3 separate regions of the Mus musculus genome follow, and regions 1 and 3 are each linked to region 2. Evidence: chromatin contacts called from public promoter capture Hi-C data. All regions are on one chromosome and are shown on one strand. The core of a region is the stretch at or near the end of the contact, and the rest is flanking DNA. Distances in the headings are between cores, read along the strand shown. Region 1 holds the start of Plaur (plasminogen activator, urokinase receptor). Region 2 holds the start of Pafah1b3 (platelet-activating factor acetylhydrolase, isoform 1b, subunit 3). Region 3 holds the start of Zfp94 (zinc finger protein 94).

Region 1 (3,042 bases), core at 159-2,658, 840 kb after region 2:
CAAAATTACAGTTATGAAGTAGCAACAAAAATAATTTTATGGTCGGAGGTCACCAAACTGTGAGGAGTTGTATTAAAGGATCATAGCATTCGGAAGGTTGAGAACCACTTTCAAAGACCCACCTCAGCCCCCAAACGTTTGTCCCACCCCAGGACCGAAGTCCCTCCTGCAGGTCTTCACCTAGGCCACGTCTCGCCAATGTTATAGCCCCCCGCCTCAGACTGCCCAGTTTTTTTTTTCGTTTTTTTTTTAAAGATTTATTTATTATTATGTGTAAGTACACTGTAGCTGTCTTCAGATGCACCAGAAGAGGGCGTCAGATCTCATTATAGATGGTTGTGACCCACCATGTGGTTGCTGGGATTTGAACTAAGGACCTTCGGAAAAGCAGTCCGTGCTCTTAACCACTGAGCCATCTCTCCAGCCCCCGACTGCCCAGTTTCTAATCAGAACTTTTGCACCAGCCTAGCCTTAGTCTGGCCCCCATTTCCCAGACAAGTTCCAGGAACAGAAAGGCTAAGTAACTGTCCTGAACCACACAGCCAGTTTTGACCCCAGGTGGCAGCCCCACTCCAGGGTCCCCTCCTCCCGGGGTTGGATTTCACAGTAAGAACTGTCCTGTCTGAGCCCCGAGATCCGGTCTGCAATTTAGAGCCGGTCCCTTTGTGCCAGATATCCTTTCTTCAACAAGAGCCCCTCCCCTTTGCACCCCCACCCCTCCCCCCTCTAGCTCCCAGACCACCCAGGCCCCGCCAGAGATCTTTTCCCACCCCATTAATCATCTCCGGTCTCCCGCGGACTAGAGAGGGCTTTCCGAGTTATTCACCGTGCCAAACCCTGACTCAATTCCTTCCCCATTTCCCTCTACTTTCTCAACACCATTTCCCCCGCATTTCCTGGAGGAAGAAGGCTGAGGACATAACATAGTAAAAGACAAGTGTATTCGAGGGACAGGCCCTGGGCTCCCGCTGAACTCTGTGGACCTTTGAGATGTAGACCCCTGAGCCCCTGTCTTGTCCCAAAGTGGGATCCCCACACAGACCAAAACACTGTGGGGAGTGGCTGTGAGGTCACATGTCCAGTTATCATTCAACCCCTAGCTGTGAGGCTTTGGACCAGCTTCTTAACCTCTCTGTTCCTCCGCGTCCTCCAGTGTGCCAGGCACTGTGCACCAGGGATCAGCGTTTACTAAATGAATGCCTGCGGGAGTCTGACTGTGCCACGTGGAGCCTGAGAACACACCCGGAGAATAGCTGGATAGAAGGGTGGAGCGCTGGGCCATCCTCCTCTAGCTCACGCCCGGTGCCACCACGCAGCTCTTACCTGGGACACAGGTAGTCGCCAGCAACAGCAGCAGCAGCAGCCGCCTTGGGAGTCCCATGGGTTCTTCCTTCACCTCTGCTCTAGACTGACCGAGGGGAAGAAGACAGTTTTGTGACCCTAGGGCTCCTCCCACTGTTTGCTAAAGAGTGAGTCAGCTCCAGGGGTTGCCTCGCCTCCCCCCGCCCCGCCCCCGCCCCCCCCCCCCAGCCCTTCCTCTTCCATAGTTCAAGAAACTCTGCCCCTTCCATACATAGTAAGATGCAGTCTCAAAAAAGGAGGGAGGGAAAGAGGGAGGGAGGAACGGAGGGAGAGAGGGAGGGAGAAGGAGGGATGAGGGAGAGAGAGAGAGAGAGAGAGAGAGAGAGAGACTATGATGGAGAAAGGAAGACAACCAAATAGCAAGGGTTAGAATCCTCTCTAGCCTTGGCTATTTCTTACCAATCAGAGTTTATGTTTTCAAAGTTTGTTTTATTTGAGTTTCTCCAGAGAGAGTCTTGCTATGAAGACCAGCCTTGAACTCAGGAACCTCCTGCCTCAGTCTCCCCCGAGTCTGGATCATGGGCACGCTACCATCCTTGGCCGAGGCGGTACAATTCCATGTAGGGAAATCATGTGGAACACTAACTTGCCAAACTAGAGGGCAAAATTCCTTCAGCTCCTGACCAAGGACCTCCTGGGTACTGGGCACTGTTCCAGGAACTGGAACACAGCAGGAAACACAAGGACGCCACCCTCTGCCATTACGATGGGGAGGATACATTAGTTATCTAATCTCTCCCATCAGTCGGAAACCAGGGGAAAAACAAGTTGAAAGAGGAACAAACTGTAGGGAGAGAGGTAAATGGCTTAATTGCTTTGGGAGGGTGATGCGGAGGGCAGCCAGGAAAGGTGTGCAAGAAGTCTAGTGGATTCCTACAGAAAGCCTTTGAGGGAGAGGAAAGAGTCATCGCAAAAGCCCTGAGGGCAAAGAATCACTCAGAGCGGCTCAGTGTGGCTGATGAGTGGGAACCAGAGAGAGCAGAGAGCAATGAGTAGCACCCGTACAGTAGTGATGTCACTGCTGTGAGTACCGAGTCACTGAAGCCTGAGCTGGGAAACACGGAACCCAAGGTCTCCTGCAGGATTGACAAGGAGTCTACCACTGAGCCACGCCCCCAGCCCCTCACTGGGGGAGGCTAGGCAGAGGCTCTACCACTGTGCCACGCCCCCAGCCCCTCCCTGGGGGATTCTAGGCAGGGGCTCTACCACTGAGCCACGCCCCCAGCCCCTCACTGGGGGATTCTAGGCAGGGGCTCTACCACTGAGCCATGCCCCCAGCCCCTCATTGGGGGATTCTAGGCAGGGGCTCTACCACTGAGCCACGCCTCCAGCCCCTCACTGGGGGAGGCTAGGCAGAGGCTCTACCACTGAGCCACACCCCAACCCCTCACTGGGGGAGGCTAGGCAGGGGCTCCACCACTGAGCCACACACCCAGCTTGGCTTGATTTAATGTCAAGATAAGGTAAAAGGTGAAAAATAAAAATAAAAATGCCCAAATAAAGTTTTCCTCTAAGAGGTCCTAACTGAGAGAGTAGGGGGCTGGCCCCAGACTGTGAGGGCTGTGTGACTTACTGATCATTAGCAGGTGTCTTTCTTAGCCTCTCTGTGCTGCAAGCTCATCTGGAAGGTTGAGACAGCAAAGGTCTGAGAGGAGCCCTGAGAGAAGTGAGAGAGATCCT
Region 2 (2,965 bases), core at 333-2,832:
CTAGTCTGGTCTACACAATGAGTTCTGGGTAGCCTAAGCTACATAGTAAGACCTCCTATTTAGAAAGAAAAAAATCAAAACCAAAAACTTTCTCAGGCAAAAGTGGGGCTCAAGTAGAAAAAGTTGAGGAAGCCCTGTTCACCATGGTAGAGGCTGGAGGATGGTGAGTTTAAAGTCATCTCATACATGAGACCGTACCTCCAAACAAGCACACAGGAAAGAAGTTCTGTTCTAGAGAAACACAAAGCCTCAGAGTCCCGGGCCTTTCTCAGTCATGTCTGAGTCTCTCTCTCCAACACATGGATGGAGATAGCCAGGATCTGACCATTAATGTAACTAATATCATTCTGCAAGCACTGCACTTGTTTAGTAATAACTTCATGCCAGGTCCAGATTAGGGAAAGAGATTGAGACAGAATGTGAACACAATAAATAAAACTCTTCACTACTTTAGTATCAAGCCAACAAGAAGGAATGGATAGGTTTGAAAGTTCAGTCGCTAGGTGGGGCTGCCAGAAAACAACTAGGCCATTTAGGGGTGAGGGAGACCCTGGGCATCTGAGAAAACACTGCGATTTGGGGTTTAGTTTGAGCCAGGGAAAGAAAGAAGATGATAGAAAGTGGCCTTGGCTACAGACATGGGATTTGGAGTCCAGAGCCACCCACCTGAAGTTGATGATGGAACTTTGTATCTAGAGAGAGGAACAGAGGCCTAGGAGGTGCAAGGTGATCTGCAGGACGGATGCCAAGTTGGACCTGGGCTGGGCCTTGCAGCCATCTCCAATTTCTGATCTTTCTGCACCTCTTTCACATAGATCTGATGGTGCCTCTGAGGCATGAAGATATGCATTTGAGATTTTATACCACTAAAAAACTAATGTTGAAGCTGGGTCTAGTGGCACATACCTATAATACCACCACTCTACAGGCCAGCTTGGTCTACAAAGCAAGTCCAGGACAGCCAGGGAGGGCTCTGTCATACAGAAAAACCCTACCTTAAAAACCCTACCTTAAAAAAGACACACACACACACACACACACACACACACACACACGTATATACATATACATAACAAATAAATAATAAATAACAATAACAAAGCCTTAGTGTTGGGCTTGGCCTGGTGGCACACAGCTTTAATCTTAGCACTCAGGAGTCAGAGGTAGGTAGATCTCTGTGAATTCAAGGCCTGCCTGCTGTTTATAGCAAGTTCCATGAGAGCTAAAGTTACAGAGTGAAATCTCATCTCAAAAGAAAACAGAAAGTTTTAAATAGGGAAGTCCCCTCAAAGCCACTCTGGTGCTGCCTCCACCAGCTTCACTTCTTTTTGTTTTTGTTTTCAAGACGGGAGTTTCTCTGTGTAGCCTTGGCTGTCCTAGAACTCTGTTGACCAGCCTGTCCTCGAACTAGTACATCCACCTGTCTCTGGCTCCCTCCAGTGCTGGGATTAAAGGCGTGTGCCACCACCGCCCAGTTTGGCTAGCTTCCTTTCAAATCCCTACACCAGTAAGAAATGGGAGCGTCCCTTCCCAGGTGTCTAAGAGCCACCCCCTCCGCGGATCTAGGAATGAGCTCGTCCACTCCCTCTCCTATGTGAATGGGTTACACACACACACACACACCCCCGTAGGTGGTCTCTTCCGGAGTTTTCTGGCCCTGCAGCAAATGATTTCCTCCTCGGACGGAGGGCGCTAGATTGTCCCTGGTCCCTGTCGGCTTTACAGGTACCCTGCCCCTTTCCGTCCACTCTGGGTTGTGTCTCTCTTGTCTGCGCCCCCTCTTCCCCTGCCACGAGTGCCGCTTGGTCTCGCCTGCCCCTCCCCCCTGCGTTGGGCCCCCGTGGCCGCAAGGGGTCCCGGCGGGAAGCGGCAGACGAGCCCACTTTGCGGCCTCCATCGGGGGAGGGGAGCGAGGATTCCTTCCTACGTGACGGTTTCTAGTCTGCGAAAGGAGGCGGCGTCTGGGCTCGGCCTTCGCCCTACGCGCGAGCGAGCGCGGCAGGACGGTCCATTGTGTTGGCCCGAGAGGTAGGGGTGGGCGTGGCGGATCCACGTCCTCGCGGAGCTTTCCCGGGCGGACTCCACTCTCATCCCCAGGGGGCTGCGGTGCTGAGGATGAGTGGGGAAGGGGAGAACCCGGCCAGCAAGCCCACGCCTGTGCAAGACGTGCAGGGTGACGGGCGCTGGATGTCTCTGGTGAGTGACCGCGCGTGGTCCCCAGGGTTAGGGGCTTGGGGGGCGTGTATGTCTATAGAACTGCTTCGTGACATCCTCCTCCTCACCTAGGTGGGCAGCCTGGTTTGGGTTGTTTGGGGTTGTTCCGCCTGAGGCAGCGGGGTGGGGCGGGGCCTGGAGCGTGCGTGCCTTTGACTCTTTCTGGCTTTCTCTGCAGCACCATCGGTTTGTAGCGGACAGCAAAGACAAGGAACCCGAAGTAGTCTTTATCGGGGACTCCTTGGTTCAGCTAATGCACCAATGTGAGGTGAGGGTCCACCCGTTTCCTCCTTCCTCATCCAGGCATGCACCCTCACTGGCACTTCAAGCCCAGAACCTGATAAGACAAGATAAGGGGTACAGAAATGCCCGTGGTAGCAGGAATCTAAGAACCCCATGTACATGTCTGCTGAGAATGAAGTGTGTGCCCTGAGTTTGTCGGGTTGGGTTTGTCTCTGTCGAGTTAAATTGAGGCGTTCCTTCAAGATTGTGTCAGGTGAGGGCTTTTCATTGTTTGTTTAAGGTGGGGCACAGCCCCTGTTGGGTTTACTCGAAGTTGTAATAGCTTTACAGAAAGTGAAGGTTGATTGTAATGGTATTCTGCAAAGACTTTATCAGTAATAAAGTCCCTAAGACGTTTAGCTACAATGGCTTTCCCCCCCACCCCACAATGAGGTTCAGTTGTATTGCCATTAGCTCTGTGTATACTTAAAGCAGACAGGATCTTCATAAAATGAACGTAACTTCTGTG
Region 3 (2,700 bases), core at 124-2,623, 980 kb after region 2:
GAAAAGTCCCCCGAATTCTAAACATCACACACGCACAGAAACCACCTGCAGCTGGCAAAATCACGCCTCTGCTAGAGCAGGAGGCAAATCCCAGCTGCTGTGGACCGTCTGAAGCAGCCTCATATTCCTCACCTGGGGCTAAAATCAAAACATTCCTATAGTATTTCTGTTTTTCAAAGAAACCAAAACTCCAAAATTGTCACAACAATCATATCATGTAAAAACTAGTCTTTTTCCTTGCTACTATGTATACCTGTTACAGCATCTCCGCTGTGCCACACACATACGCCGAGATTTTGTTTGGATGAAAAAAACTTTTGCTAGTGGTCCTTTGGGATAATTAAAAACAAACAAACAAACAAACAAACAAACAGACAGACAGACAGACAGACAGACAGACAGGGCTGAGAGATGGTTCAGCAGTTAAGAGCACTGACTGCCAGAGGTCCTGAGTTCAATTCCCAGCAACCACATGGTGGCTCACAACCATCTGTAATGGGATCGGATGCCCTCTTCTAGTGTGTGTCTGAAGCTAGCTTTTTTTTTAATTGTACTTTATTTGTACTCACATAAATAAAAAAAGAAATAAATCTCTGAAAAATAAACAAAACAAAACAAAACAAACAAACAAACAAACAAAAAAAACCAAGCAAACCAAAACTTGTTTCTCCTGTGGATTGATCTAGATTGATGTGGAAGATAGAAGGAAGTGGGGAGAAAACTGGAGGGGCAGGGAGGAGAGTATGAATTATCAATGTACCTGTGGTTACATTGAAGAAGCAGCCTAGCAGGAGGTTAAGTGGATTGTGTGGCTGTGATGTGTAGAGAGAATTTTGGTTTCTTTGAGAAACACAGAAGTATATATTATATACTCAGGTATATAAGGACAACGGTAGGGCCAAATTACCGCCTATGAGGTAAGGACTCTTAATTTTCCAGGGTGAAAAATTTTCCACGTGGGACGTGTCAAGTTCAGAGGCAGCATGGTGTCATGGCACACACGTTAGCCCAGCATTTGAGAGTGTGCAAGACTGAGGCAGGAGGACCATCGTAAATTCAGTATGGATTGTACAGTGCGCACCAGTGTCTCGCAGATTAAATAAAAAGTTCCGCAGAGGGCTAGGGAAGTACCTGCGTGGCGCACACACACACACTCCAGAGAGGCTATATACTAGGAGAAACGAGTGTAAGATCCGCCTCTCCGCATTCACTACCGGAAATGTAGTTCAACTGTTCCACAAACACGCAGGCACCCGGGAGAGCTGACGCGGAGATTTCTGGGAAGTGTCGTCCAGGGTCTCTGCGCATTGCGCGTGCGTCTGTGAAGGCCGGCGGACGCCGAGCATTCTGGGAAGCGTAGTTCAAATTCTCGGAGCATTGCGCGTGCTTCTGTTGTGCGGGCTGATGCGAAGCATTCTGGGAAGTGTTTCCCAGGTGGTTTCTGTTAGCATCCGCTCCCCTTGTCCTCCCTTGAGTCTCCTCTCTCCCACACCTTCCTCGACTGATGCCTGGATCTGGAGGTTTGCAGGGTTGGCGGCGGGCGGCCGTAGGGGAGTCGGCTCCAGGCTGGCGAAAGGGAAGCGCAGGGCGCCCAATGAGCCTCCCTCCATCCCACAGATATCATCGCACTGATAGGGTCTCAGCGCGTGGCTCAGTCAGCCTCCTGCCTCAGCATCCGGTGTGTTGCGATGACAGGTGTGAGCCCTCACACCTTCCTTCACTGCTGTCTGGAATTGGGGTGCGAGGGCCATGTTGATAGTGTTGTTTGAGGCATTGATGTAGCTAGTGTCACCCTGCCCTGAAGGTTCTAGGACTCACACCTACACTGCAGAGAATCGGGATGGGTGGAGATTTGTCGAGAGCCTGTCATGTAGAAGGATAAACGGACACGTCTATGGCTTTCCACGATGTCAGATTTTGCTGAACGACAAGAAAGTCATAAGCTGTGTCAGTTTCGTTGGCTGCAATTTGCCAAGGAATCTCGATTTCTCCTGGTGGTTGGCCATTAATCACAGGTTCTTTTATTCCAAGCTTAACATAGCTAATGATAAATTTCAGACCACGAGTCACCTGGCACACAGTTATACACACTCGTGAGTTTATTATCACAGGATGGATCATTGGAACTGGACTTGGCTCCTGGCATGTGACCAGGCTACTGAGCAGTGTGCCTGCCACATACCGGTCCCTTGGTGAAGAAGTAACGTGATATGGTTGGTGCGCTTATGTTTTATGTTACCAGGCTGGCTTTGAACTCACAGAGATCTACCTGAGTGCTGGGACTAAAGGCTAGTCGATATCTTTTAATAGCACAATTGAGTCGCCTGGCTATGACTGTGTAAACAAGACATGGATTTCTTCTTGGCACTTTTATCCAAGATAGAGTAACTCAGATCAAGACTGTTGCCGCATAAAATTCAAAACTAGTCATAGCCTGAAAGCTGATGGTCCAAACAACACAGCTCCCTGCTCAGCATGCTCCCAAGATGGTTTGATCAGCCGGGCAGTGGTGGCACACACCTGTAATCCCAGCACTTGGGAGGCAGAGGCAGATGGATTTCTGAGTTCGAGGCCAGCCTGGTCTACAGAGTGAGTTCCAGGACAGCCAGGGCTGCACAGAGAAACCCTGTCTTGAAAAACAAAACAAAACAAAAAGCCAAAAAAACCCAAAAAACAAAAAAGGAAAAAAAAGATGGTTTG

The links. Promoter capture Hi-C pulls out the DNA fragments that hold promoters and counts their contacts.
Region 1: a contact with region 2 is called in a promoter capture Hi-C map of pre-B cells. The contact joins the promoter of Plaur here to the promoter of Pafah1b3 in region 2. A contact is called at or near these places in 4 of 39 promoter capture datasets (cranial neural crest, embryonic stem cells, frontonasal cranial neural crest and 1 more) and 1 of 115 datasets of contacts at active chromatin or transcription factors (pancreatic cancer cells).
Region 3: a contact with region 2 is called in a promoter capture Hi-C map of pre-B cells. The contact joins the promoter of Zfp94 here to the promoter of Pafah1b3 in region 2. A contact is called at or near these places in 2 of 39 promoter capture datasets (cranial neural crest and pre-B cells).

Annotation. Positions count from the first base shown.
Region 1 is chr7:24,460,849-24,463,890 of GRCm38.p6, reverse strand. Plaur (plasminogen activator, urokinase receptor) reads right to left here and starts at 1,408. Exons shown (of 7, transcript NM_011113.4): 1 at 1,324-1,408. The coding sequence starts at 1,381.
Region 2 is chr7:25,296,603-25,299,567 of GRCm38.p6, reverse strand. Pafah1b3 (platelet-activating factor acetylhydrolase, isoform 1b, subunit 3) reads left to right here and starts at 1,582. Exons shown (of 5, transcript NM_001357350.1): 1 at 1,582-2,196; 2 at 2,393-2,482. The coding sequence starts at 2,116.
Region 3 is chr7:24,315,339-24,318,038 of GRCm38.p6, reverse strand. Zfp94 (zinc finger protein 94) reads left to right here and starts at 1,373. Exons shown (of 6, transcript NM_001199321.1): 1 at 1,373-1,520. It also overlaps the pseudogene Gm44513.